Regions from separate parts of the Mus musculus genome. Here all the other regions are linked to region 5. The links are chromatin contacts, called in public HiChIP or PLAC-seq and promoter capture Hi-C maps. All regions are on one chromosome and are shown on one strand. The core of a region is the stretch at or near the end of the contact, and the rest is flanking DNA. Distances in the headings are between cores, read along the strand shown.

What was found. Promoter capture Hi-C pulls out the DNA fragments that hold promoters and counts their contacts. HiChIP or PLAC-seq counts read pairs in DNA pulled down with a chosen protein or histone mark. Capture Hi-C pulls out chosen DNA fragments and counts their contacts.
Region 1: a contact with region 5 is called in a promoter capture Hi-C map of pre-B cells, with 4 times the contacts expected there. The contact joins the promoter of Arhgap27 here to the promoter of Nmt1 in region 5. A contact is called at or near these places in 2 of 39 promoter capture datasets (liver and pre-B cells), 3 of 115 datasets of contacts at active chromatin or transcription factors (bone marrow-derived macrophages, memory CD8 T cells and pancreatic cancer cells) and 2 of 9 other capture datasets (liver and pancreatic islet).
Region 2: a FOXA1 HiChIP or PLAC-seq map of pancreatic cancer cells shows a contact between it and region 5. The contact joins the enhancer-like site here to the promoter of Nmt1 in region 5. A contact is called at or near these places in 1 of 39 promoter capture datasets (cranial neural crest) and 7 of 115 datasets of contacts at active chromatin or transcription factors (the SCID.adh cell line, embryonic forebrain, embryonic stem cells and 3 more).
Region 3: a promoter capture Hi-C map of pancreatic islet shows a contact between it and region 5. The contact joins the promoter of Arhgap27os3 here to the promoter of Nmt1 in region 5. A contact is called at or near these places in 3 of 39 promoter capture datasets (cranial neural crest, neutrophils and pre-B cells), 5 of 115 datasets of contacts at active chromatin or transcription factors (the SCID.adh cell line, bone marrow-derived macrophages, effector CD8 T cells and 2 more) and 4 of 9 other capture datasets (adipose tissue, liver, macrophages and 1 more).
Region 4: a contact with region 5 is called in a promoter capture Hi-C map of pre-B cells, with 4 times the contacts expected there. The contact joins the promoter of Plekhm1 here to the promoter of Nmt1 in region 5. A contact is called at or near these places in 2 of 39 promoter capture datasets (neural stem cells and pre-B cells), 4 of 484 Hi-C or Micro-C datasets (CD4 T cells and CD8 T cells), 4 of 115 datasets of contacts at active chromatin or transcription factors (astrocytes, memory CD8 T cells, regulatory T cells and 1 more) and 2 of 9 other capture datasets (adipose tissue and liver).

Annotation. Positions count from the first base shown.
Region 1 is chr11:103,360,035-103,365,106 of GRCm38.p6, forward strand. It overlaps Arhgap27 (Rho GTPase activating protein 27), which reads right to left and starts at 3,658. Exons shown (of 18, transcript NM_001205236.1): 1 at 3,235-3,658; 2 at 2,173-2,300; 3 at 213-884. The coding sequence starts at 866. Plekhm1 (pleckstrin homology domain containing, family M (with RUN domain) member 1) reads right to left here. Exons shown (of 12, transcript NM_183034.2): 12 at 4,241-5,072.
Region 2 is chr11:102,747,022-102,752,514 of GRCm38.p6, forward strand. It overlaps the pseudogene Gm39501. Among named protein-coding and RNA genes, the nearest start is that of Adam11, 12 kb to the right of the region's middle. Within about 2 kb of position 2,905, at least 40 of the 459 cell types and tissues checked have an H3K27ac peak or open chromatin away from gene starts, as enhancers often do. A contact at or near this core is called in the SCID.adh cell line and pancreatic cancer cells, where this site is marked.
Region 3 is chr11:103,341,591-103,347,407 of GRCm38.p6, forward strand. Arhgap27os3 (Rho GTPase activating protein 27, opposite strand 3) reads left to right here and starts at 3,163. Exons shown (of 4, transcript NR_045346.1): 1 at 3,163-3,329; 2 at 3,826-3,873; 3 at 5,265-5,455. All of the region lies in intron 3 of Arhgap27 (Rho GTPase activating protein 27), which reads right to left.
Region 4 is chr11:103,409,990-103,415,504 of GRCm38.p6, forward strand. It overlaps Plekhm1 (pleckstrin homology domain containing, family M (with RUN domain) member 1), which reads right to left and starts at 2,716. Exons shown (of 12, transcript NM_183034.2): 1 at 2,604-2,716.
Region 5 is chr11:103,025,352-103,030,836 of GRCm38.p6, forward strand. Nmt1 (N-myristoyltransferase 1) reads left to right here and starts at 3,192. Exons shown (of 12, transcript NM_008707.4): 1 at 3,192-3,351. The coding sequence starts at 3,221. It also overlaps a transcript of Dcakd not described here.

The DNA.
Region 1 (5,072 bases), core at 2,408-4,907, 340 kb after region 5:
ATCCGTTATTCGGACATAGGTTAGTTAACATCCCCGCGGGCTTTGGGGCAGAACTCTGTAGTAATCAAGCTCATTTGCATTTTGCATGAAAACGTGAATACTTAATAAGTGAGGTGGAGGGACATCCAGTGGCCTCAGTTAAAAAAAAAAAAAGCATCTAGACTCTGCTGGACTGTGACCTCCCTCCGGCCCCCTCGCTCGCAGCGACCTACCTGCTTTGGGCTCTCTGCCCGCGGAGGGCAGCGCAAGTCCGGAATGGCCTCGTAGACATTCTCCGAGTCGCTAGGCGCCAGGGGCCGGGGACAAACCCAGGAGCCCGCCACGCTGGAGGCCTTGAAGTGGCCCGCGCTGCCGAGGAGGCCGGCAGGGGGCGCGGTACCGCCGCGCGCCAAGTCATCCAGGGACTGCGCCGGTCGCACAGGCGCCGCGGGCCGCACGTAAAGGCAGGCGGGCCCTCCCGGAGCCAGGCTGTTGCGCTGGCCACCGGTGCGCTGTCGTGCAGGGCCACACAGGGAGCTGGCGCGGCCCCGGGGCTCGGCAGAGGACCCATCGGCGCCCACCGGGGTGCTCACGAAGCGGTAGTCGTAGGCCAGAGGTTCCGGGACTGCGGGGCGCTGCTGCGGTACGGAAGGCTGCGGGGCCGGGGCAGGGTCGCCGAGCGCGGGCAGCTCGCGTACGTACTGCGCGGGGAGGTAGAAGGGGCGACCCCCGGGCTCCCGCCGCACGTGCCACCAGTGCTCGGTGCTGCGGCGCAGCAGTCGGTAACGCTCGTTCGGTTGGATGGCGATGCGGCGCCCGTCTTTGCCGGTGTACTCGAAGGGGTGTTCCACCAGCACGTACACGTCCCCCTCGACGTCCGCCGCCATCGCGACCACCGCGCTTTTCTGCAGGCAACAAGAAAAGGAGCCGCCAAGGTCAGGACTGCGCAGCGGGGAAGAGCATGGAGTCCGGGGCTCAAAGACAAGGGTTCGAGTCCCGCTCCTGCCCACGCCCACTGCATTCGGGCTTCAGTTTTTCCTTCTCTGAAATGGGGACGTGGATAAAATCATCTTCAAAGTTCCCATGCTTAAGATTCCATTCTGTGTCGTTGATTGTGAGATATGTGTCTCCCTGTCATCCCTTGGTGAGAACTTGAGGGTGATATAGGAATCCAACTTTACTCTGGGGGAAACCTTGGCTTAAAGATTTGCGGTGACTGCAAGATAGATAGCACATTTGCCTGAAGGTTAGGGGAACCTCATCTTCCCGGTTGGCGAATTGGGAATTAAGGCCCCTTTCCCGTCGCTCTTCTGCCCCCCGTCTCGCCACACCCTGACGCCTCCAGCCTGCAGGGAATCCGTGGAAAGCTCTTAAGTACCCCCTCCCTTTAGGAGTTTGCCCTCTAGGTGGGCGAGATTAACGACGGGGCGCAGGCTCTAGGGCAGCCCCCAAGTTGTTCTACCTTAGAAGTGTCCCTGTCTTATTTAATCCGGTGATTTTGACGTAGGGGCTTGGACAGCTAAGGTTGGAGAACCGGTTCTCTGGGTTTCTCTTCCCTTTCCCAGTGGCTTCGTCGCACACGTGAACCGTGAAGTCTGGCCCGCCCATTAGGGCCAGCACCGCCCCCTGCACGCCAGCTCTTCGGCAGCCTCTTAAGAGGCTTCCTGGTCTCTTCACCTGCCTAGGGGTCCTTCCCTACAAGGAGTGCCTGTCCGGGGGGGGGGGGGTAGCTTCTAGGGAATGCATTGCAACAGTGTCACCAGGGTCCTCTAAATCTCTTTGGAGTGATCATTATAACGCGACCCCCCCCCCCCCCACCAATGCTAGTTTTGTCTGGTGCCTGGTGTGTGTGTGTGTGTGTGCGCGCGTGAACAATCCCAACTGTGTGTCTTCAACAAAGTGAAGCAGGTGGCCTACTCCGGAAGTACTGGTCACTCCAAAACCTTACAATGACCACTCCGTTTATTGCCCTACAAGGTGGCCTGGGGACCAGCAGCGGGGTGTCCACCGTCTTGCTAAGGCTGATTTCTTTTTTCAAGAGTTCCTTGATGATGGAAGGGGTGTAAACTTAGTCACTGAGCATCCTGACCCGAGAGATGGTAAAATGGCAGACCAGAGCTGGCCGAGCAGAATCCTAGAAGTGTGTACCCTTGGGTTACGCCCCCTTTCCCAGGACCCCAACCGTGCACTCACGTTAGCTGGGAGGATCTCAGGCTGCCCATGGGCGGGGCTGACGGAGGGAAGCAGACTAGGCCTCTACCATATCTGTGGGAGGGACTTCCAAGGACCGAGACTGAAGAAACAGCGCGAAACAGGAGACACTGGGAGGAGAGGCGGAGACCGACACTTAGTAGGGCTGTTCCTAGTCCCCAATACAGCTTGTCTGAGAGGATGCGGAGAAGCCATAATGTCTGTGCTGGAGCCCTTGAGGTCTCCAGGAAAAAAAAAAAAGGCATGGGGAAGGGGCTGAGTGGAAGGGGTGCTGATGGATAGGCGAGCAGAGCCCAAGAGTCAGTAGGCCCTGCTCCCCCCCACCCCCTCAACGCTCAGAGGGGTTTGTTGTCCTAGAGGACCTGGCGTTCCGCGGGCGCGATGCTCTGGGAATGCCCGGCGGAGTTGGCTGTCTTGTCCTGGCATGCACATTCCGAGCGGGGCCTTTTGCTCCCTGAATCACGAACTGTGAGCCCTTCACAGCAAGATTAAGAGCACTACCCATTCCGGGAGCACCTCCGCCCTCTGAGGCTCTCTCTGGGAGCAGCCTGTCCGGGCCTGGAAAAACTAGAGTCCCTTTGCAGGGACGCTCACAGACAGGGGAGTGCTGTGTCTCCGGTTGTGTGACAAGAGGACCTGTGCCTCAGATCCTTCCATTATCTGGGGTGAGCGAAGAGAAGGGGAGGGATGCGAGAGCGGTGAGGAAGGCGCCCTTAGCCAGTAGGTCTCCTGTATCTTCTGCTCCCGGTCGTCCCTAGCTATAGCGTCACCAATATCTAAGTCAGCACTGGGGGACTTCGGCTGGTTCACCTCTCGCCCCCAGACAGAAGGCAGCCCTACACCTAAAGCTCCTCCCCGGGGTTTGGGCCTCCGGGCCCTCCTCCAGGTTCGCACTGCTCTAGCCCCAGTGCAGCGAGAAGGGCAGGCGGTGCGCGGGGCTCTAGGGTGGGGACGGCCACCTGGGGGCACCTTTCCCGCCCTCCCAATACTCAGCGCCATCCTCCCCAACGCCATTCCCCCCTCAGTCCAGCCCGGCCCGGGCACCTTAGAACTTTCGCCCGCTGGCCTAGCTTCCACTTGTCCCGGCAGACGCGCGTGGGGTCCGCGTCCGGAGCTGCCTGCTCCACAGCCCTGCTCCGGCGATGCCCTGTTTCCTGTTCAACAATATAACCGGCGGAGAGCGCTCGGCAGAACTTCCTCCCAAGCCGGGACTGGGCTGTGCTTGCAAGAGACAATCCCCGGTGTCCTGGCTTCCTGTCCCCTCTGGGCCGGGCCAGCGCTCTAGGAGCAGAGACGCCACCCTCCCCCCTCTTCCCCAGGATCCTGGGCCACACCTGACTGTCTCCGGGGAGGAGGCGGTGGCAGGGCCTGGATGGAGATCTGCGGGGGAGGCAGTTTCTCTCAGCTTCTGACCAGATTAGACTCCCACTGACCCTCATCCTTGTCGGAGGAAGTCACCGGCCACTCTGCAGGCGGCCGAAGTGCAGTTGCGGGATCCTCCCATTTTGGAAACTACCTGCCTCTTGGGAAAGCAGCCTTAGCACTCTGAGGTGTGCCTGTGAACACTTCTGACAAAGGCAAGACCCAGTTTTTATTTTCTCTGGCTTCCAAGAAAGAGTGGGGTTCAACTAGATGCTCCATTAGGGGCCGCTGAGCAGAGAAGGGAGCCCCCCACCCCCACTAGGCCGATGTTCCTCTAGTGTCGCAGGGCTAAGGGTTCAGCTGGACAGCCCTCCACCAATTCCTTTTTCCATATTTTGACTTGACTAGTTTTGTCCACTAACAAGTCCACACTGAGGTGGGTATCTTAGGATCCATTAGGGAAGGCACAAAATGAAGGGGTGAGCTCTTTCCCTCCACTCTACCTTTGTCCTTTCCTAGTTGCCCTAGTCACTCTGCCAGCCAGCCAGGTCCTTGTCCATACAGCAACCTGATGCCCAACTGTGCCACAAGCTAGCCTGTATAGACATGGGAGTACCCATGAGTCTCAATTTACTCCCATTACATGCTTGTGGGGACGGTTAAACGAAATAGACACTAAACACAACGATGGTGAGCGCATGTATTTTATTAACCTGTTCCTTTCATTATAGGAGGCACTTTCTGGGGATGAGAACTCCAGTTTGCCCATCCCCCTCTAGACAGGGGAAAGGGGAAACTGCCCTCAGAGGCACTGTGCTGAAGGTGGAAAGACAACCAAAGACAGCAGCAGCAGCAGCGCAAGTGCCAGGCGCCTCCCCCGGGCCTGCCACCCCCAACCTCCAAATCCAGTTCCTCTCCCTTTGCTCTGAGCCCTGAGAACCTGCCTCAAAGATGGCCAAGGAGCACCCACCCACTGGCTGAGGGCGCTCAAGGCCAGGAAACGAAGCCCTGGATGTTGTCTTTTTCTGTCCCATTTTTCTGCAACCTGGTTTCCCTAGGAATTAATCTGTTTCCTTCTTTTGTCCTAACAGGGGCAGTGGGGGGTGGGGGTGTTTGGTGGGGGTGGGGGCTTCTCCTGGAGCTCCTGGGGAAGGCTAGCAGTAGACAGGCCTCTGGAGTCTTTAATCCGTGAGTGTAGGTGCCAGGGCCCGGTTTCCTTGTTTGCCTCTCTCCATGCCCAGAGTCCTGCTTTTACAGGGTGTGTGTGTGTGTGTGTGTTTGAGAGAGAGAGAGAGAGAGAGAGAGAGAGAGAGAGAGAGAGAGAGAGAGAGAGAAAGGCACCCACCTGCGCCCGCAGCCTACATTCCCTCACTTACCTCTTCTCCCTCGCTGCTTGGTCAGGCAAGTGTGCTCCATGGACCCTGAAATGCTCAGTGCATAGGACTAAGGGGAGCCAGGTAGTGTTTCCCCAGAGCCAAATGATTGAGATTCAGAAACAAGACTGCTTAGAAAGGCCAGCT
Region 2 (5,493 bases), core at 1,655-4,154, 280 kb before region 5:
TATGAGACTATTGGTGAAGCCTAGTTGGAGTGGAACACCCTAGTGTATTGGAGATGTCAGTACCATGGGATGGTCACCAAGAACAGCAGCCATAGTGGAGTGGATCAATCTGAGCTTAGAGTGCTACAGAGGGCAGAACTGGAGAAGTGATGCCAGCCCTTAGGAGGAGCCAAAAGGATGAAGTGGAATCCCAGACACTGAAACAAGAAGCTGTAACATTGAAATTACCTTGGAGACTCAAAGATGTAAAAGATGCCAGAGCCATGGGATACATGCTGAGGAAAGCTGCTAACAGGGAGTGGAACCAGCCCAGGAGAAAGCAGTTTGTTGCAATCAACAAAGAGGAAAAAGGAGTGGAATCTGAAGACTGCTTTGACATCAGCCATGGAGGTGCAGAGTTTGGAGTTTGCCCAGCTGGTTTCCTGTCCTTCTTTGGAGATTACAGTTAAGTGACTGGATGAATCTCAGAAGAGGCTTTGAACTTTGAACTTTTAACATTGCTGAGCCTGCTATAGACTACAAGGACTTTGAAAGTTGGACTAAATGCATTTGCATTATGCTATGTTTTAGTATGGCCCCCCATAGACTCATGTGTTTGTACAAGTCTATGGGTGCCAGGGAGTGGAATGTGATGGTTTGTATATTCTTGCACATATTTGGAGGTGTGGCCTTGTTGGAATAGGTGTGACCTGGTAGGAGTAGGTGTGTCACTGTGGGTGTGGGCTTAATACTCTCATCCTAGGTGCCTGGAAATCAGTCTTCCACTAGCAGCATTTGGATGAAGACATAGAACTCTTAACTCTGCCTGTGCCATGCCTGCCTGGATACTGCCATGCTTCCACCTTGATGATAATGGACTGAACCTCTGAGCCTGTAAGCCAGCCCTAATTAAATGTTGTTTTTTATAAGACTTGTCTTGGTCATGGTGTCTGTTCACAGCAGTAAAACCCTAAGACAGCTTCCCTTCACAGGACAGGAAAACTACTGCTCTGTTTAGGCTCTGTCAGACTAGAATCTTCAGAGTTCAGTTTAGGGTCAAAGGACAAAGTGTGAACAGCTAACTCGAGAGTCTGTAGTCATGGCTATTGGTCCAGCCTTGTTTTCTTCCAAATTGTAACCTCTTCACCAGGCCCAGAGCCTTCTGGTTCCCTTTAAAATAGGGTATAAAATAGGGTACCCCCACTTATGTTACCCACACACTGGGATGTGGCAGTAAGGCATCTGAAGACAAACCAGGAAGGACAGAGTTCCTTGTACACATTTAATGTAGAGAAACAGATACAGGTTGCGGTGCAGCCTTACGAGGGCTGGAACGTGTGCTGGCGTCCTTCCTCAGACCTTTCCCTCCCCCACTGTAGTCAAAATGGAAGGTTTCTGTGTCTCGGGAAGTTTCATCCTTGCTGCCATCTGTCTAAATCCTTTCCTGAAGTTTCTTTTCTGAGACCCAGAGGCTCCAACACTGTTAGGCAGCTCACACTGTACCAGGTAAGTCCTTTTGATTCCTGAGGACCGTGGCTGGTTACAGGCCAAAGTCCACCCTCAGGGGCCTGCTGGTCAGAGTTGGCACTGATCATCAGCTCGCTCCATTGGCAAAGACTCTTCTGGGAACTCAGCCCAGAGAAGAGGTCACTGGAGCCGTATTTACACAGTGGTCTTTAACTGAAGATTTTGACTTAAAAGTGTTTGGAGAGCAAAAGGCTGTTTTCTGAAACTCATATATATATGAGAGTCATCAGAGTCTCCTGGTTCCCCAAAAATGCAAGTCCCAGGGGCAGAGGACATGGCTCAGTGGGTAAGAACAGTTTCTGGGCAAGTGTGAAGATCTGAGTTTGAATCCCCAGCACCCATAAGAAAAGCCTGGCATAACTGTCCATGTAACCCCAGCACTGTGAGGGTGCATGCATGTAACCTCAGCACTGTGAGGGTCCTTTCAGCTTAGCTCCAGGTTCAGTAATAGGCTCCGTCTCAAGGGAATGAGGTAGAGAGTTAAAGAGCAGGCTTTCCCTGGCCTCTCTGTACTTAAGTGCACATGCACCCAAACACATGTGCACATACACCAACTACATAGACACAAAGTAGGTCCCCAATATTTTTTAAATAAATGCAGGCTTCTGGACTTCTATCCATACTTGCAGAATCAGAATCTATAATGGCAAGAGTCAAGCATGATGGTGCACACCTGTAACCTCAGCCAAGGCTGGAGAGTCACGAGTTCAAGGCCAACCTGAGCTAAACAGTAGGACTTTGTCTCCAAAATCCAAGGGCTGAGGAAGGAGACCATAGCTTTCCTCACTTTCCTGCCCCGTAAAAAGCCTTGGGGTTAATCCCAACCATGGGCCATCAAGGATACTCAGACATATGCAAAGAATCTCTGATTACCTGCAGTCCTAAAAGCTCAGAAGTTAGGAAGGAGGGAGGGAGGCAGCCAGGGAATGAGGGAGGAAGGGAGGGAGACAGACAGACAGAACAAAAGAAAGAGTCTGAGAGGCCATTGAATCCATCACCTGAGCTGAATTCCTTCTCTACTTTGGTCAGTGAACTTTCAAATTCCCAGGATCTGCAGAGCCAGAACCCTGACAAACCTGTGTGTCACATGGCCATCCAATACAGCAAGTGCCCCACGCCCACACCCTTAGTCAGTCCAATACAGCAAGTGCCCCACGCCCACACCCTTAGTCAGTCCAATACAGCAAGTGCCCCACGCCCACACCCTTAGTCAGTCCTCATTTCTTAGCCCATCAGTGGTGTGAACTGAAGTCTCTCCCTCCCTCCCTGCCTCCCTCCCTCCCTCCCTCCCTCCCTCCCTCCACAAATTCTCTTTGTGTAACCCAGGCTGGCCCTGACCTCATTGTCCCAATGTCCCAGCTTCCCTAGGGATTACAGGACATGCCTGGCATGTTGTCAGATCCTTCCTAACTTCTGAGTCACAGGGTTAGGTCATGGAGTCAACAGTGGAACAAGGAAGACTCAGCCCTAGAGTCTGTAGAGCCATGAAGAACCCCTGTCCCTGAGCAGATGAAACTGAGGTCAGGAAATAGCAGTGTGAGAGAGCAGAGAAAGATGCCTTCCCCTTTGTGCCTTCGCCTTTGTGCGGCAGATGGGGAAAGACTCCGCGCAATAGATGAGGGTGCATCTGGGAGTCAAGGCTGAAGTCCCCAATGCCTTTGTCCCTTTCCTAGAAGGTACAAGAGATACCAGACAGCAGATGCCCTAGGTGTGCCGCAGAGCAAGGCCTGGGATGGCCTTGGGTTTGCAGTGGAGCTGAGAAAGCTGTAAGGGGGTGGGGCAGGGGGAGGGTAATGAAGCAATGAATTTTGGTTTTGGGCTGTGAGGAGCCTTGCAAGGATTGACCTAAATCAGGGATCTTTGTGTGTATAAAGCCCCACATTCGTGTGTATAAGAATTAAGGAAAGAAACGGATACTTTCACATTTTTAAAATAATTAAGTGGGGTGGGGCGCGCACTTGTAATCCTCGCTCTCCAGAAGTAGAAAGATTATGGGCTAGTTAACGGGACTCTCACTTCCCTTCCATAGTTAGATATCCATGTATACATATATATGGCACTATAAATATAGCATGCATACATATATAGCATGCACTTGCACTCAAAATTCAAGAACTACAAAAGGCTTAAAGTGAAAGTGGATTCCACATCCATCCTCCAGTTCGCATACATTCACACAGCACATCCGACCGTTTTAACCTCCGTCCTGGGGCAAATGGTGCTCCATGTGCGGCTTCTTGCTTCCCCCAGTATACCTTAAATAATTTATAACTGCTACTAAAAAGCGTCTTTAAATGCCCCCCCCCAATCTTTGGCTACAGAATATACCATTGCCTGAATCTGCAGTGCTTTGTTTAACCTGTTTCTTGCTAATGGACACAGATTAGCTGCAGTGAGTAAGTATTTACAATCAATGTGTAGTGGGTAATAAAGTCCTGAGGTAGCGACACTGGGTCAGAGGGTGCCTACATTTATAATTTTCTTCAGTGTGGCCAAATTATTTTTTACTCATTTACTCATTCACACACACACATACACTCATATGTACTCACTGTGTCTCTCTCTCTCACACACACACACATACACACACACATGCACACACACACATACACTCACACACATGTACATGCACACACATACACACTCACACACATGTACATGCACACACACACTCACACATACACACACTCTGTTTCCTTGGCCCCTTGTTATTCTAGCAAACTGATAAATTGGAGCATGTATGATATAGTCCTAGTCTTCATTTTCTCTTACAATGAATGGCGTCAACAGTTCTGTCTGGTCATTTGGGTTTTCTGTGTGAGGCCTCTGGCTACCCTCTGCTCGTTTTCCTGGGTTATTGATCACTTTCCTGGTGCTTTGTAAGGAGCCCTGCATGCATTAGGGCACCAGCCTTTTAAAATTAACTTGTACATAGTTTTGGAATCAGTGGCTTCTCTCTTAACTGTGCTTATGACCTCTACCCTATATACATCTGTATAAAGTCGAATTTATCGGCTTTTCCATGTTTCCTACAGTTTGTGTTATACCTTTAAAGTCCATAAAAGGGATTGGACTTGCTGAATTTGCTAAGACAGCCAAACAGCAACACCCTTTAGGCTCTTTGCAATACAGGGCTGAAATTCCAGAGAGATGTTTGCAGAAGATGCCTGCCTGCCTGTCTGTCTGTCTGTCTGACTTGCTTCATTTGAGGAAGAAGGGTTCTGTGAATGCTGCCTCTGCAGACTTCCCTGTGGTGAGCCCCCTCCCTAGTAGGCCACCACTCCCCACACTGTTCTGGGGGAGCCCAGTTTGTCAAGGATGACCCTTGCCTGCCCAGTCCCCTCTTTGCCTTGCCCAGTGCTAGAAGTGCTGGGATCTCAGCTTGCCCCACCGTAGCTGTATCTTAACTCCCTGTGCCTCCCATTGGGCAACATCTTCAGAGTGCTCAGCCCCAGGGCTTTGCCCGAGAACACCATCCGTATACAGGAGCAGATCAAATCATCACCCAGCTCAGCCACGACTTTATGGGCATCCCCTCTCGGGCCAGGCTCCCCACGTGAGCCCAATCTGTCCCTCCTCCAGGTGGGAAGGAACCCTAAGGTTAACAGCATTGGCTTCTTCTTTCTCTCCCCTCCCCTTTCCTTCCCACTCTCTTCTGTCCTGTTTGTATTAGGGGTGGCCGTTGGCATGGTGGAGAGTGAGTAGCTCTGGCTAGCTAGAAATGAGTGTACAGAGAGCTCCTGGGTCCCTCCAAGATGCACAAGCAAGGTCCTTCTCACTTTCCAGAATTTTCCTACCCCAGGAAAGATTGCATAATGAGAATCCCAGGGCCTTTTGCACCCAGCTTTCCCCTCCACTGCCCACCAGGTACAAACACTCCATCACCTAGAGCTGGGGCTTCCCACTGTCACCTGAATCATTGCCTCGGGATTCAGCTTAGACAGCGGGCTCTGCAGCTACCAAAGGCCACAGCTACAGAGTGGAACA
Region 3 (5,817 bases), core at 1,913-4,412, 320 kb after region 5:
CACACAATACACACACACACACATATATATATATCAGACACACACACATATGTATATAATCATCACAAAAGTTCCTTCTCCATGGCTGAGACACCTGTGTAAGGGAATCATGTTCTATTCAGCCTGGCTTTTCTCTAGGAAGAAACATAAAAATCGCTCATTTGGGGCTGGAGAGATGGCTCAGTGGTTAAGAGCATTTGCGGCTCTTGCAGAGGACCGGAGTTCGGTTCCGAGCACCCCCACGATGGCTCATGAACCTCGAATGCCAGCTCAAGCATAACCGATTCCCTCTTCTGACCTCCTGGGCCACCAGGCACACACGTGGTGCATGTACATACATGAGTGTTTGTACTCATACACATACAAATAAATTAATCTTACCGCCACCCCACCACCACCCCGCCACCAACCCCGGTCACTCATCCTACAAAGATTACTCTGTTCTGTGGCAGGAACTGAGCCAGGCAGCAGAGAACAAATGGACTTAAGTCCCAGCTTGGTGCGAGCGGCCTCCAGGGTCCACAGGCAGGTGTGGTGCATGCAGGTGTGGTAAGTGCGGCGTGTTAGTGTCGGGCACTGCTGAGAGAGATGGCAAAGCCGGAGGCTGGCGGGAGGGTTCAGTGCCTTTAAGCACTTGATGCCAGGCCTAACAGCTTGAGTTTGAACTCCAGCACCCATTTGGTGGAGGCAGAAGACTGACAGCCCAAGTTACCTTCTTACTTCACACATGGGCACCCGATAAATAAATAAAATATAATTTTAAAAAAATGGAGGCTTGGTGAGACATGGAGGTCTCAGTTTTGCCAAATTGGCCTGTTCCTGGGATGCAGAGGGTTTGAGCCCACCAATTCCCCTCCGTTACCCCTTTAGGATCCCATGGTGGAGACAGACTTCCACCCACTTCTCCTTTCTCCCTGACCCCAAACCCCATGTGGCATCCTGTGTTTTGGTTGCACCAGGCTGCTCCCCTGCCTCTCCAGAAGAAGGTCCCCAGCCACTTCCTGGCCTTTCCGGAGGCTATTCCCTTCGCCTGACTTCCTCTCTCTCCCTTCCTGCTCACTCTAACTTTGCTTCTTGGGGAGCCTCGAGTCACAGGCTCTCTGGAGAGAGATCTAAGCTGCTCATCACTTTGTTCGGGTCCAGTGGCATGCTGCCTTGGAGGCTGGGTGGCTGACCACCTACCTTACTTGGCTACCTTCCTTCCTTCCTTCCTTCCTTCCTTCCTTCCTTTCTTTCTTTCTTTCTTTCTTTCTTTCTTTCTTTCTTTCCTTCTGTGTATATGTAGTGTGTATATGTATGTATATGTTTGTATGCGTGCACACATCTATGCGTATGGCCTGATGCTGACACTGCTTTCTTCCTCCACTTAACTCCACATAAATGCCACCTTACATATTGAGGCGGGGTCTCTCCCTTGAAGCCAGAGCTCATTGACTTGGCTAGTCCAGCTAGCCACCTTGCTCTAGAGATCCCATCTCTGCTTCCCCAGCACTGGGATCACAGGCAGACTTCCATGCCCACCTACCTGGCTTTTACATGGGTATCAGGGATACAAACTCTGGGCGTCATGGTTACACAGTGAGCGCTCTACCCACTGGGCCATCTCCCTAGTCCCTACTGGGCATGCATCTCTTTGTGAGTAGGACATAGGATGGTGTGCCCAGTGCCACGGGGGCCCCCTTCAGGTGAAGCAATGTCCTGAAGCCCATATCAGATCTTCTCAGACACGGCTTTATAGGCAAGTCAATTCTGTGGCAAATGCCAGAAATAAGCACATTCACACAGAACAGAATGTGAGAAAGGGATAGCTGGGATGCGGCTTTGAGCCACAGCGCTCAGGAGATTTCAAGGGATAGGACAGAAACCATAATGACAGGGGACAGAGAGGACAGATGCGCTTCCTGCGTCACAGTTGGACACACCAGGGCTGTGGCCTTGCCTATTCCAGGCCTGGGGTTGGAAGGGTCCATGGGTGATAGGGCGATGACGACGTGGTACTGGGCTCTTTGGAGCAGGGATTTATGCTTGACAGGCTATGGGAGCTAACAGGGGTCTCGAACATAGGACACACCAGCAGGTATGGGGGATACTGAAGAGAGAGAGGGGGGGAGGGAGGTTTAGGTCCCTGGAGTGACAGGGCTACCCCAAGAAGAGACAATGCAGAATCATAAGGTGGGAGCAGGAGGAAGACAGGCTTGCCCCAGAGACACCAAATGCTTGGGATGAAAGAGAGGGACCCTCAAAGAGGCAAACAGGCAGACCCCCATTCCTTGAGGTGGTCTGCAAGCTGCAGCCATGATGATCCTTCAAACTCCAGAGCTCTCTGTGAGCTCCCCACACCCCCAGCCTGGGTGGCAGGCTAAGGCAGCTCTCCTCTGTTAGCATGGTTGGTTCTGCTGGGTTCTCACTGCTGCTGAGGCTGCAGAGGCTCTTTCACTGTGCTCTCAGGGGAACATGGCAGGCCCCCACTCTGGAGACCTGCATGCAGCCATAGCCTAAAAATAGTATCAAGGGCTCCTAAGTTGTAACCTCTGGGTACAGGAGTGGGGAAGAGGAAGAGGCCTTGCCACCTCAGGTCAGAGAACTGAGCCAAGAAATTCCCCTTCACTTCTTTATGGTCCTGGGCCCCTTGTCTTCAATTCCCTTCCCTTGCCCACAGTGGTAGAAGCCCCGTCTCTCTTGCCCCATCCACGCTGTGGATCTCAGAACTCTCTGTCTGTCCTTCTAAGGACAGACGGGAAAGTTAGACAGAAAAGGCCTCCGAGAAGAATGTCTTGACACCCCCCCTCTTCCCCAACATGCCCTGTTCTGAGCTTTATAATCAGTTCCTAAAAGAGTGCGGCATAGACCCACTGCGGCTCCAAACCCAGAAGGCCGCCCCTTCAGAGGCTCAGCCTTTCCCGAGTTCTGCTAACTTACCTGTGCCCGCAGGGCCCGGCTCTGCCTTCTGACCAGTTTTGAAATCATATCCACCATCCCGGCCCTGTCTGAGTTGCTGGGATGCAGCCTGGGAAAGCTTAGGGGGGTGGAGCCGGGGACCACAACTCTGAGGTGGCACAGGGCAAGTGGGAAACAAGAAGCTGCCTCGGAGATGGCGGGAGGCTGAGACTGCGGCTGGTTTCCTGTCAGGGCTGCGGAAGTGCCTGAGACAGAGTTGCCTGATGGGTGTGGGGTGGCTCAGGTTGGGGTGTTTTCATGTTTCCTGGACTCCACTGGCTGTTCCCCCCGACCACCCTGCCCCTGTGCTCAGTGCTCCAGTGACACATTGGATTGATCTGCATTCCATCCCCAGACACAGCTTGGATCAGCCTCTACCAAATCGTTCACGTGTAAGTCATGGGTGTCGTGGAAGATGAGGCTCAGATGGGGACAGGTGGAAAGAAACTCTGAGGAGAGGGCTTCAACCCCGGGCTAGCCTGGTGTACTGAGGCTCAGACACAAGACTGTGAGTGGCTGTGGACTTGCCGCAGGTCCAGGAGGGTGTGAAGGGAAAGAGGAAGGCTGTGGAGAGAGACGTTTCAGATGAGGAAGGGGTTTGGACACATGCGGTATGGGGAAGCTGGTGTCTAGACTCTGCCAGCCAAGAGAACAGAAGGGACAGCGACCACACCACTGTCTTCCCACTCGACCACCTGGCTCTGTCTCCTCCAGACTTGGTTACCAAGGCACATTGGCCCTCTTCCTCCTGGGTGGCCACATACATCCAACCCCATAGACGTCTCTACATCCAAGTGCCTAATCCGCTCACCTCCACTGAGGGAAAGGAGGTAGGACAGCAACCCGCTCCTTTCTTCTGATCTCTCCTCCCTTCATCCCCTCACTAAGGTGCACACTCCAATCCCAGCCACACACAGCAGACCCAGCGTGCCCTGGGTGAGTAGCTATAGCTGTGTCTCCAAGTCTCTGGGGACCATCTTGTCTGTCCTGTCCCTCCCCAAGGTGCCTCCTTCCTGGGCCCTGCTTCTGAGTCTCCAGTTTGTTTCCAGTGTAGACTCTGACCCCTGCCTGCTCTCCCATTGCAGAAACCCCAGAGAGACAGGGCAGGATTGAAACACTCGGTGAGAACGCAGGAGGGCTGAGGCGCTGTGGCCCTCTGCCCTTTCGGCACCCATATCTGAGCTCTATCAGCAACCCAGTCCCCAGGGTACATGGTCCCCAGTTGGTGGCTCCCGGGAAGCCAGTACTACTCTGGGTGCACAGGCTAGCTCTCAGGCTATCTCGACTTCTCTCCTAACAAGCTGAGGTGATGACCACAGCTGGTGCCCACAAGCACACCATGTTGAGAACAGGAGGGGGCAGAGCCACCTGCACAGACCAATCACCCCATCTGTCTCACAGACCAGTTGTCAATCACCCCCTTTCCCTCTCCAGGCCTCATCTTCAAAACCTTCCAAGGAAGGGGAGGGGAAGGGGACAGTGCAAGGGGAAAATCCTGCCCCCTGGATTGAGAGGCACAGTAAAGGCCCCCAAAACATACTGCACAGAACAGCCTGTGCCTGTAATTCCAGCACTCAGGAGACTGAGGCAGGGCTGTAAATTGGAAGGTAGCCTGGAATTTGTTCATTGTAGCTTCTTGGCTATTTAGTGAGAATCTCTCTCTAAAGAAAAGCAAAAGAGAAAGAGAGGTGGGAGAGGGGAGAGAGGGAGGGAGGGAGAGAGAGAGAGAGAGAGAGAGAGAGAGAGAGAGAGAGCACACAAATCAAATACTCAGCCAGGAACAGGCCTCCATTCACTTTCTAAGCCTGCCCACTCTTTGCTACCCAGACTGGGTGGAGAGACAGCAGGAAGGACTGTGCTTTTTATCTCAATCTTGTCACACAATGGGTCCCTCCCCTACTACACCTTCTGTAGGCCAGTGACTGAGTAACCCTCCGTGTCCACCCAGGCCACGGAGAGAGCTACACGCTCACGGCTGTACGAGAGCACAGCCCTGGGCAGAGCACTTCACTACTATCTGGAGTGACTGTGTGGTCCCAGGCAGGTGCTCACCTCAACAGAATCCCGAACACGATAGGTTTGGGGCTGAATTATCTTGATAAACACAGAATGACTATATCCAGAGGTGTGGGGGTCTGGGTAGGCTCTGTTTCAGCGAGCACTGGCTGGAATTTTTGGGCCCTAGTTTCTTTGGCTGTATAGCATGGGGCTGTCCTCTTCCCCACCCCCAGGGCTGGTTTCTGTGAAAGTACAGCTGGCCTCTGGGTTCCCACACCCACGGGGCCCTGGGGAGAAAGCTGGGTGTGTTTCTGCTTTTCTGATTCTAGGTTTCCAATTGGGCACCCTAAGCACCGGACTCTGCCCCAGCCTCTGGATGACCTCATGGAGCTGCCTGCTGGGCCTCCTCCTCCTGGGTGGGCGAGCTGGGTGTGGCTCCTTCCTGGCACACACTAGGGGTGCTGGCAGAGGGCCCCGCAGAGCCCATCAAGGAACTTCTGGGCTGCCCAGTGGAGCCAAGGTACAGAGTAAGAAAGTGTGACCAGGGCTGCCTTTTACCCACACACCCCTCAGACTTTTCTCTCATTTCGATGCAGGGCACAGGGACCTCTTGTTCAAGCCAGCTTCCCTAACCTGGGCCTGAAGAGCCTTCACAGGCTATGGAGGCCTCACTTCCAACCTCTGTCCACTCCTCTTTTTTAATCACCTTGGTCCTGATGGTGCTTTATAAACTTGGTTTCTCTATCCTTTGTGTGAGTGTGTGTGTGTGACAGAGAGAAAGAGAGACAGACGGAAAGACACACACACACAGGTGGGCACGCACACACACACAGAGACAGACAGACATGCACATACACAGAGACAGATAGACATACACACAGA
Region 4 (5,515 bases), core at 1,466-3,965, 380 kb after region 5:
TTTCAGGTGGGTAGCACTGTACCTGGCTTTGCGATAGGATTCTAAGGACGTGGGTGCTCTGAGTGAATGAAAAAAACAACTTCGAAGAATCCACTCATTGCTGTACTTCTAGGACCTAGGACTAGTACTCAAAAATCAAAAATAAATAAATAGCTGGGCAATAGTGGTACACGGCTTTAATCCCGACATCTGGGAGGCAGAGGCAGGAGGATTTCTGAGTTCAAGGCCAGCCTGGTCTACAGAGTGAGTTCCATGCCAGCCAGGGCTATACAGAGAAACCCTGTCTTGAAAAAAACCCAATAAATAAATAAATAAATAAATAGCTCAACTCTTGAATGACTTAATAGATACAGGCGAGGCATATAGAACAGATTCATCTATTCAGCAGACTGGGAAGCTGAGGCACAACACTTTACGCTGTAGGGCTACTGAGAAATTTCTGCCAGTACACAAAGCTGCCAATGAGTGAAAAGCAACTCTGAAGGTTGCATCATCATGAGAGACTATTCAAGGCAGAGCTGCATTCAGCCTTCACAGAAGGAGACGGCTGTGGTAAGCATGGTCTCTCAAGACCCTTGCTGACAGGGCCTGAAGTGCAGCTCAGTGGTAGAATATTTGCCTCACATATACAAGGCCCTGGACTAAAACTCCAGCACTGGGCTTGCGTATGGGGGAGGGGGCTGCCAAAGACCCCTCCCAAAGCAAGCCCATTAGAACCTGGTTGGAAATGTCCTTGGACTATAAATGCTGAGCATAGGACTTAAAGACACACATCTGTCTCAACTACTGGGTTCACCTTTACATGTTCCTACAAACCCCAGTGGCTAAGACTAAGTGATCCAGGACCTACAAAAAGAGAAGCGATTTTACAGTCCCTGTACTGTCCTTCAGCCTCCCAGGACTCCTCCTGGCTTACAACATGCTTCTGATGGCCATTATGTTTCTGGGTTCAATAGTGGGGAAGCTCTGCATTCAGCTATGCAGAAAGGAACACTGGGTAGATTCTTCCTCACAGGTGCTAGGACACACTGGCAGGACTCTGTGATCACAACCAACTAACTCCACACTGCTTCCCTGAGGCTCTCTACTGACAGAACCGCCAGCCAAAAGGAAGGGCTGGTTTCCATTACCTCAGGATGAATGAGATGGTTGAGTGGCCACCTCTCACCTCCCAGGTATTTGAATGACACCTACCATTACAACAGCAGGCACAAATGACTTAATAGGAATGCCAGAAAAGCCATCTGTGGAAACACATTTAGGAGATCAGACACTACAAAGAACATCTCCCCCAAGAAGCTTTATACTCAGTTACCATCCGAGTCCCTACACACACCAATTTAGCTGTTTAGTCTGCTGGGCTCTGAACAAGGAGCAGACATGGCTGTTGAGGAATATAGCAAGTATGACCACTAGGGAGCTATACCCTAAATTCTCAAAGTGAAAGAGAGCTGGATCAAGGAAGAAAATGACAGGAGTTGAGTAGATCTAGTTAATAGCAATTCTGGGAAGCCAGGCATGGTGACTCATGCCTACAATTCCAGCACTTGGGAGGTGGAGGCAGGGAGGATCAGGAGTCCATGGCTGTTTAGATTGGCTGTCTTAAAACAATAACAAAAACAAAAAACAAAACCACCCTCCATCCTACAAAAACAAACAAACAAACAAACAAACAAAAAACAGATTAAAACCAGGAGTGGTGACCCACACTGTGAGTTTGAGGCCAGCCTGATCTACATAGTGAGTGATCTGAGAGAGAGATCTAAGGCTAAATAGTGACATGCTGTCTCAAAAACAACAACAACAACAACCCAAAACCCCAAACTAACAGTGATGTTAGGGGGCAGGAATATTATGTACATGCATAAAATTCTCAAAGAATTAATAAATGCATATTAAATTTAAAGTAACGAAAGGACTGGGGGAAGTGGTAGAAACTGAGACAGTCCTCTACAGCAGAGTCGGGGACAGTTTAATATTAAGTCTTAGACAGGAAAGTGCCTGAGAGACCTTACCTCTGTGATCAGCTAGGGAATTAGGTAAAAATCGGTAAAGAAAAGATACACACAAGCCTTGAGATAAAGCTGTGACGTCAGTAACCAAGAAGAAACCGGCAAGTTCAACAGGAGAAAACTTCAGTAGTGGGTCAATGGGAGGGAGGGAGACTTAGCGTGTTTGGGACGAGTGAGCCAGATACGACAGGCTGCGATAAGAAATTGAGCCAGAATGGAGGGTCGAGGGAAGGTTCAGAAGAGATGAGGGATAAACGCGATGTTGAGATAAGAGGTGGCGAAGGGATGTGGCTCGCTCGGATCGGGTTGCAACTGGGCTAAAGAGGGGTCACGAGTGAGGCTACACTTTTGCAAGACCGGTGGTTAGGGGACCCGGCTTGGGGCTGAGGTTGGCTGCGGTGGAGACGGAGGGGAGAGAGCCGGTGGCCACTGGCTGAGGTGGGAGCAGGCCCGGGCTGCGAAGGGCCGAGGTTCCCACCCCAAGTCTCCAGGCGCACAGGGGTCGCGAGTGGCTGCGAGGTTGCGGGCCCACCGCCGGGTCGCATCACCGCCCCGCGCTTCCCTCCACGTTCAGACCCCAGACTCACTCACCGAAGGGATCAGGAGCAGGTGGCGGCGCTCCGGGCGAAGCGAGACCCCCCTCGGTTCCGAGCAGAAGCTGCGGCTCCAAAGGCACTGACAACAGGAAGCGGCGCGCGGCGTCTGACGCCATCACGTCGGCTCCTCGCTACGGCCCCGCCCCCAGTCCTCAAAAACCAATCACTGGGCCTAGAGGAGCCGAGGGGCGGGGCCGTCAGCTCTTCCCTTGCCCCGGATTGCAGGGCTTCTTGGCTCAGGTGAGCGATCCTGCCGCTCTCGCTACTCTGGCTCTGGGTAGCGCAGAGAGGCTGGACCCTTGGAGCTTCGGGACTTCTGCGTCCCGCAGCTCTGCCCCTCAATCGCATCTGTGCAACTTTGGGGTTGTCGTGTTTGCCCCCTTAATCCGAAAATGCGCCCTGTTGCGCCATTAACCCGTATGTTTCCCTAAGGGCATTAGTAGTGGAGGGAGCAAGTGGATCCTGGGTCCAAGTGGGACCTTCAGGTCTGGTTTTTCCGGAGCCAGGAAACAGTTGTTTTGACTTGTCTCATACCACGTGATCGCCCTGAGGGCTCTCTTGGACCTGTTAGTTTAATTTGCCTGCGGTCAGCCCTTTGAGGCATGAAGCCCAGAGGACCTGCTTTTTGTCTTCTCACTATTTAATTGCTTTTGTTCCATTACAGAAAATGACAGCTGTCTCTCGGAATAGACGCGGAAGAAAACTGTCAAATGTAGCAACCGTGACTAATAAAGGGCAGGCTGGGCAGGTCTGAGGACCGTGCCCAAAAGGGAACCTAGGACCTAGGTGTGGGCCATAGAGGTGGTGACTGTAAAAGAAAAGACTCTCTGTGAGTTTATATGAACTTTGCTCCTATTGACTTAGAGGACCTTGTTTTCTTGGTGTCTTCCATCCCCTCTGGCTCCTACACTCTTTCCACCTCTCCCTTGGGGTTCCCTATCTGCTGTAGAAGGAAACTTCTCTAATGATGGCTGAACAAGGCATTGATCTATGAGTACCCAAATGTCATTAGGAGTCATTTTATCACTATGTCTTTTTTTTCCTTTTCTTTCTTTCTTTTTACCAGTTGTGGTTTGAATGTGCTTGGCCCATGGGAAATGGCACTATTTAGGAGGCATGGCCTTACTGGAAGAGGTGTGGCCTTGTTAGCGGAAGTATGTCACTGTGGCTTTGAGGTAATATATATTTGAATATATGTTCAAACATATATATGCTCAAACTCTGCCCAGTCTCTTGGTTGCCTTCTTTTTTCTTTCTTTCTTTTTTTTTTAATTTATTTTATTTTTATTATATGTAAGTACACTGTAGCTGTCTTCAGACACTCCGGAAGAGGGAGTCAGATCTCATTAAGGATGGTTGTGAGCCACCATGTGGTTGCTGGGATTTGAACTCAGGACCTTTGGAAGAGCAGTTGGGTATCTTACCCACTGAGCCATCTCTCCAGCCCTCTGGGTTGCCTTCTAATCAAGACTCTTAAAAAAAAAAAAAAAAAAAAAAAAGCTCCTCCCCCAGCACCACACCTGTCTGCCTGCTGCCACGCTAATGACGGAACCTCGGAACCTGTAACCCAGCCCCAGCTAAATGTGTTCCTTTATAGGAGTTGCCTTGGTCATGGTGTCTTTCACCACAATGGAACCCCTAACTAAGACACCAGTCTTATTTGCTTTTACCCTAGGTCCCTGGGCTATCTGGTCTTTGGTTCTTGGTTACCCCAAGCATGTTGGGTATGGGTTCCACCTGGTGAAGTGGGCCTTAAGTCAAATCCGTTACTGGTCGGTTTCTCCCATAAGCTTGGCGCCCCCATTGCCCTAACATATCTTAAAGGCAGTACGTCATTGTTATGCAGGGGTTGCAGCTGGCTTGGTGTTCGCGCTTCACATTTGGTAGTGTGCAAAGTACCCTCTTGTACCAAAGACACCAGAACATAGGGATAAAGGCTCTGTTTAGGCACCTACTCAGCATCTTCAGGTTCAGTGAGGTGTGCAGGTATTGTCTTAGCAGTGGAATCTTGCTGTTGGTTTGTGGCGAGCAACCTATAGGCTAGGCAACAACTTGGGTTGTTTGGTGATCCCCATGGGCCTCTTTGGCCAATGACTCAATTAGCTGTAACCCAGTCCCTGTACTGGAAGCTTTGTTTGGTGACAAGAGATGGCCAGTTCACAGCCTGTCTGCTGGATCATTTGGAGCTTTCATTTAGATTGCCTTCATATATGTATATATTTTAGGAAATCTGTCCTGTATTAGTTTTTCATATTACCCTTTAAATGCCCCCTTAATTTTAGCTGTCTCTCCCTGAGTAGTCTCTCCCCAAACCCCCTCCTCCTTCCCCACTTGATCCTCCTGTTCCAAGCCCGCATCCATCCATAATCTTTTCCAAAGAAGAGCTGTCTGTCCCCTCTATTCCCTTCCTCTACAGCTACCCGGCGTGGTTCTACAGATTGTAGCTTAGTTATCATTGACTTAACTGCTAATGTCCACATATAACTGAATAGACACCAGGTCTAGGATACCTCACTCAGGATAATTCTTTTTCTAGTTATATTCCCTTTGCCTATAAATTTCATGATGTCTTTTTTTTTTTAATGGCCGAGTAATACTCTGTTGTGTAAATGTACCACATTTTCTTTATTCATCTTCTACGGAGGGACATCTGTTTTTCAATTTCTGGCTATTGTGACTGGGACAGCAGTGAGCATGACTGGACAGGTGTTCTGTGGTAGGACAGGTAGGTTTTGTGTTCCATCCTTTGAGTATATGAGGGAGAGCGAGTTCCCATCTTCCCGAGGAACTGCCAGCATGGGTCTGCACCTGGTCCTCTGCATTTAGGTATCCAGTTTATGTTTCTGTGGGATTTCTGAGTGTGCAAACAGTGGGTCTCAGATTCTGTACCTTCTCTTAGCATGTTTC
Region 5 (5,485 bases), core at 1,942-4,441:
TGAGGCAAGGAGATCTCTGAGTTCAAAGTCAGCCTGGGACAAGCAAATCCCAGATTCAGGTGTGGTGGTACATACCTTAATCTGGGCCACACCTTCTGCTGGAGACCTATGTAAGGACATTGAAAGAAGGAAGATTGATTCACTCTTCTTCGCCTGCTTGCACTTACTAGCCAGCACATCTGTTGGAACCTACTTCTATAGAAGACCAGCTGGAACACCTAGCCTCATGGGACTGAGCAACTACTAGATCCTTGGACTTTCCATCCACAGCTGACCATTGCTGGGTTAATCGGAGGACAGACTGTAAGTCATCACAATAAATTGCCTCACCATAGAGACATTCCGTAAGTTCTGTGACTCTAGAGAACCCTGGCTAATTCGTGGGGTTAAAGGGCATCACCACTGCCCTTCTGGGTGTGCTTTTCTTATGAAAAGTCAGCTCAGCTGTCATTTCCTGCAGGACCCCTTCCCCCAGACTAAGGGCCTGGACTCTATTGCTGGGGCTGTTGTCATCCTGTCCCCTGGCCCCAATAAATAAAAATGTGTTCATTTATAAGTATTAGCTGTTTTTGTTGTTGAGAACAAAGTTTCATTAGCTAGCCCAGGCTGACCTCAAACTTGCGATTCTGGCTTAGCTGTGAAATCTTCTTTAAAAGATTTTTTTTATTGTTATTGTTTTTAATTATGTGTATGTTTATATATGTGTGTGGATTTATGTTGGTACCCACAGAGGCCAGAAAAGTACTATGGAATTCAGGGTGGCCTCAAACTTGCTATAATCCTCCTTCCTCTGCCCACAGTCCTAGGGTTACAAGAACCATCGCAGCTAGCAAAGCAAAATGTTGTACTTCAGCTGCAAACTCCAAGAATGGCAGGGCCCTCAGAAACCCACATCTTCCTTCTTTCTTGACCATAAACCATGTCTGTGCAAAAGCCAACAACACAGGTCTGGGAATTAGAATAGATGTAAGTTCTCATTCAAGCTTTGCAATTGAGCGTCACTGAATTTTGGGACACGTAGTTTTCTTCAAGTCCCCTCCCGTGTCTACTTTACAAGAGCATCTGAGTTCAAGGAGACAATAGAAAAGTTAACCTCGGGGCTGGAGAGATGGCTCAGCAGTTAAGAGCACTGACTGCTCTTCCAAAGGTCCTGAGTTCAAATCCCAGCAACCACATGGTGGCTCACAACCATACATAATAGGATCTGATGCTCTCTTCTGGAGTGTCTGAAGACAGCTACGGTGTACTTACACATAATAAATAAATCTTTAAAAAAAGAAAAAAGAAAAAAAAAGGAAAAAGAAAAGTTAACCTCCAGATGGTGAGACGGCTCAGTGGGTCAAAGTGCAAGCATGTACACATGTACACACATGCACACAGGAATACATGTAATATGCTGGAGGTAGTAGTGCATAGTGAACTCAGGGCCTTATGCATGCTAGGCATGTCCTCTACCAGGAAGCCCTAATGCGAATATGGTCAGCTGAGCCCAAGTGGGCAGCTTTGACTGCTTTCTGAAATCAAACAGAAATGACCAAGGAGTGTTTGCATCTTTGGAGTCTTACTTCTCTGGGCCTGCCGCTCAAGTAAGATGAGTTGGCTATATTTAGCTCTGCAGTTTCTTTTTTGTTGTTGTTGCTCTTGTTGTTTTCTGTGAGTCAGAAAAGGAATTGCTTCTTCCCTTGTTCAGTTTTACCAAGGCAAAGGTCATTTCCCTTTTCGGCCTTGCAGCTCTCTGATGGTAAGACCCAGTCTTTCACCACCCAGCATACTCAGCACAAATAGGAAGGCTCTAAGCCCTTGTCTTTGGGCAATCTTCTCAGGATTATGATTAGACTAGCTAGTTACAGGACAAAGCCCAGAGGGACAGAAGCATTTAGGCAATTCTAAGATAGATGCTGCATTTACCTGGCTATAACTGATTCGTCCTTGGAAGTTGCCTGGATCCAACAGTGTGACTGGTGTGACGGTGAAGCCTTACAGAGGGCACAGAGTAGGTAGATACAGATTTATAGACAGATTTTGCCGCCTACAAACAATGTACCAACTTTTCTGGAACAGTCTTTTCATCTGTGAAAAAGGAATAATAATGGCATAACACATTCTAAGCTTGTTAAAATTATAGGAATTCAGGTACAAAAAGTCTTACGCCAGAGCCTGGCGTGTAAGTGCTCATTAAAGTCTTGTGTTGGGAGTAGGGGAGCTCGTGAGGCCTCAACCCCAGACTAAGAACTACAGGCAATTAAGGAAGGCTAAAAATGGGGGAGGAAATAGTTCTTCCCAGGCACACCAGCCCTGAAATCATTTGCATACAACATTATGCTTACTGAACGGGCTATATTTATATATTTAGGAAAACACACACACACCCATATGTAACAACAACTAAAGAAAAAGAGGCCATGAATTTGAGAGCAAGGTGGGGTGTATATGGGAGGGGTTAGAGGAAGGAAAGGGGAAGTGGGGAAATGGTGTAATTATCATAATCTTAAAAAAAAAGACTTGTTATGGAAGGCTCTAGAGGAGAATCAAAGGGAAATGTGAAGAAGAGCGCAGTGCAAAATTAGAAGCCAAGAAATGGTAAGCCTCCCCTGCAAGCAATCAAGTCTTTGGCTCGGGGGCAGTGTTCCACACACCTCAATGCACTGCCTCTCGGTTTTAGATTTCCAAAGACCCAGGTCTCCCTAAAGGCTGGAGTAGGGAAGGCAGCCGAGAGCAAACCTATAGGAAAGTCCTCTGTAAGGGCATTTGAGCTCCTGGAGAATCGCAGCCATGAACCTCAGTGTCTTTCACTTACCCAGGAATGGTAACGGTCCTTAACGTTAGCCGATAACGGCTCATCTGTGGCCTGTTGATTACCAAGGGCGGCCTGAAAACCTTGGACTTTGCAAGCCCTTTACTTGCGAAACTCTAATTCAACATGGAACTGCAACTCCCAGCGTGCCCCGCGACCACCCTATAAGGCGTACAGCGCCCTTCGTCTCAGAGGGCGGCCGAACCTAGGGGCTTCCGGAATTGCTGCCCGCTCCTCCCAAGGCAGCGTCCCTTCATGATTTCTGGGTTTTGTAGTCCACATCGGTACAGTTTTTTGAAAACAAGCCACCCTTAGTGGCAGATTTCTTCACACAAACTACAAAACCCAGAATACAGCGCGTACTTCCTCTGTCCAATAGGAGCCCTCCATGTAGCGGGGCGCGGAGTCCGGCTCTCGCAACCCAAGATGGCGGATGAGAGTGAGACAGCAGTGAAGCTGCCGGCACCTTCGTTGCCACTGATGATGGAAGGGAATGGAAACGGCCATGAGCACTGCAGCGATTGCGAGAACGAGGAGGACAACAGCCACAACAGGAGGTAACGAGATCATCGTAGCCCAATTCCTGTCCGGTCTCCCACAAGCTGGGTATCTGGGGTGCGGGGAAGTCACCGGGAGCTTAGTCTAACCCCACCCCCATGTTCTTATTGGCTAAGCCATTGAGATCCTACCTAGCGATTGGTTTTTGTCTTTGTCACTTACCAGGATGGGTGCTCAGATATTAAGGGTCGGAGACATGCAATACTTTTATTATATAAAAGTTCTGTTTAGTGTACCACTCCCTTGCTTTAGGCACGATGGGGGAAAAGAACATTTTGAACGGTAGATTTCAGTAGTACAATGCAGAGCAATCTAGAAGCTGCGGTTCAGAAGGAACGTTACTTATAAAGGTGTATGAGAAACGTGACTAGCCATAAACTAATAATAAAACATTTCGTTGTAGTTCACGCTCAATGAGGAAATTCACTAGGCTATACAAGCCATGCATATAATTATGTTGTAAAATATAACTGCCAGACAAGTCCGAAATATAAACTCACTATGATCCTATGTTATTAGTGATGTGATGTTTTGATTTATTCAGTGTCTGTTGCCTCAAATAATCGGTGAAGAGTCAATTTCATTGTACCTTCACTTTGTTAATTTAGTGAAGGGCCTCAAAGCTTCAATAAACTGATGTTGCTTCTTGGAGAACATGTGGTATTTGTGGGGTACTACTGCACGTCTTGTACTTTAGGGTCTCCCTGGGGTTTTTTGTTCGTTATGTTTTGCCTTTTTAGACAGGTTCTACTGTGTAGCTATGGCTGGCCTGGGGCATACAATGTAGAACAGATTGACTCCAAACTTGGGGTGATGTTCTTGTCTCTCGGGTATGGGGATTAGTACTGTTACAGGTCACTGTGTAGGTCAGGGTCTTACTATAAGTAATTTCAGTCTTTTGTTAGTAGAGAAGAAGAAATGGGCCAGATATTTGAGAATTTGTATTTGTCTTTGTTTTTCCAATCAGTACATCAGTAAGCCAGTCACGAAAAATGATGTATTTAAGTTCATATTATTTTCCTGCTGCTCTAACGCCCCCACCCAATATGTATGTATGTATGTATGTATGTATACATATGTATATTTTTGTGTAGAGACTTGTGGGTGTGTGATTGAGTGGTTGTTTGTTGTTGTTGTTGTTTTTTGTTTTTGTTTTGTTTTGTTTTGTTTTTTGAGACAGGGTTTCTCTGTGTAGCCCTGGCTGTCTTGTAGACCAGGCTGGCTTCGAACTCAGAGATCCACCTGACTCTGCCTCCCAAGTGCTGAGATTAAAGGCGTGTGCCACCACTGCCTGGTGGTAGTTTGGTTTTTATAGCCAGATTTTGTTATAGCCAACTTGCCATTAGCTGTAGCCGGCAGCTCTTAGCTTCCCCCTAGCCCCAGTTAAAGTTGAGATGAAGATAGAAGTTTGTAACCTTTGGCTACACTCTATTTATTCCTCTGTCTTAAAGATGGCTGAGCAAAGGATTAAATGATCAGTAATCTGACTGTGGTGAGTTTTAGGCTTAAAAAAAAAAATCCAGCCTCTTGTTCTCTCACCAGCATGGGGGGGAACAAAAATCACAAGAATGTGGCAGAGAAGAAAGCTTGCCAGCCTTGATTTCACGACTGTTCTGTGGTTGTAATTCACAGCAGATCCAGTGTAACAGCCTCCTTTAAGACAGCTATTCCCAAGAATGGAAGAGCTGAGAAGGAGGAAGTAGGCACTGGAGGAACACAGGACAGGCCTCTTGAGGGAGAAATCTTTCAGATGAGAGGGCTGAGTGTGAAAGTCCCTTCAGAAGTGGAAGTCCAACTTTTTCTTTGTTCATTCTATAATTGCTCTAATTTTCTCTGTGAAAATGTTGCCCCAACCGATGTCAGTATTTTTATTTTATTTTTTTTTAATAGGTTTGTATGCTGAAAAAAACCACAGTTTACAAAACTTTGCCAAGACTTGAGATCTAGTTTGGCCATAGAGCACGTTCTCACCATATTGCAGGCCCTGGTGTTCAGTCACAAGCATGAAAACCAAGAAAATCCTGTTTGCCAGGAAGTTCTTTGTTTTAGTTGTGGTGCCACAGAGTGATAGCTCCCTTTTCCCAAAATCTTTAGGGGTGACCTCCCCCCACCCCGGGGGGGGGTGTTTTATTA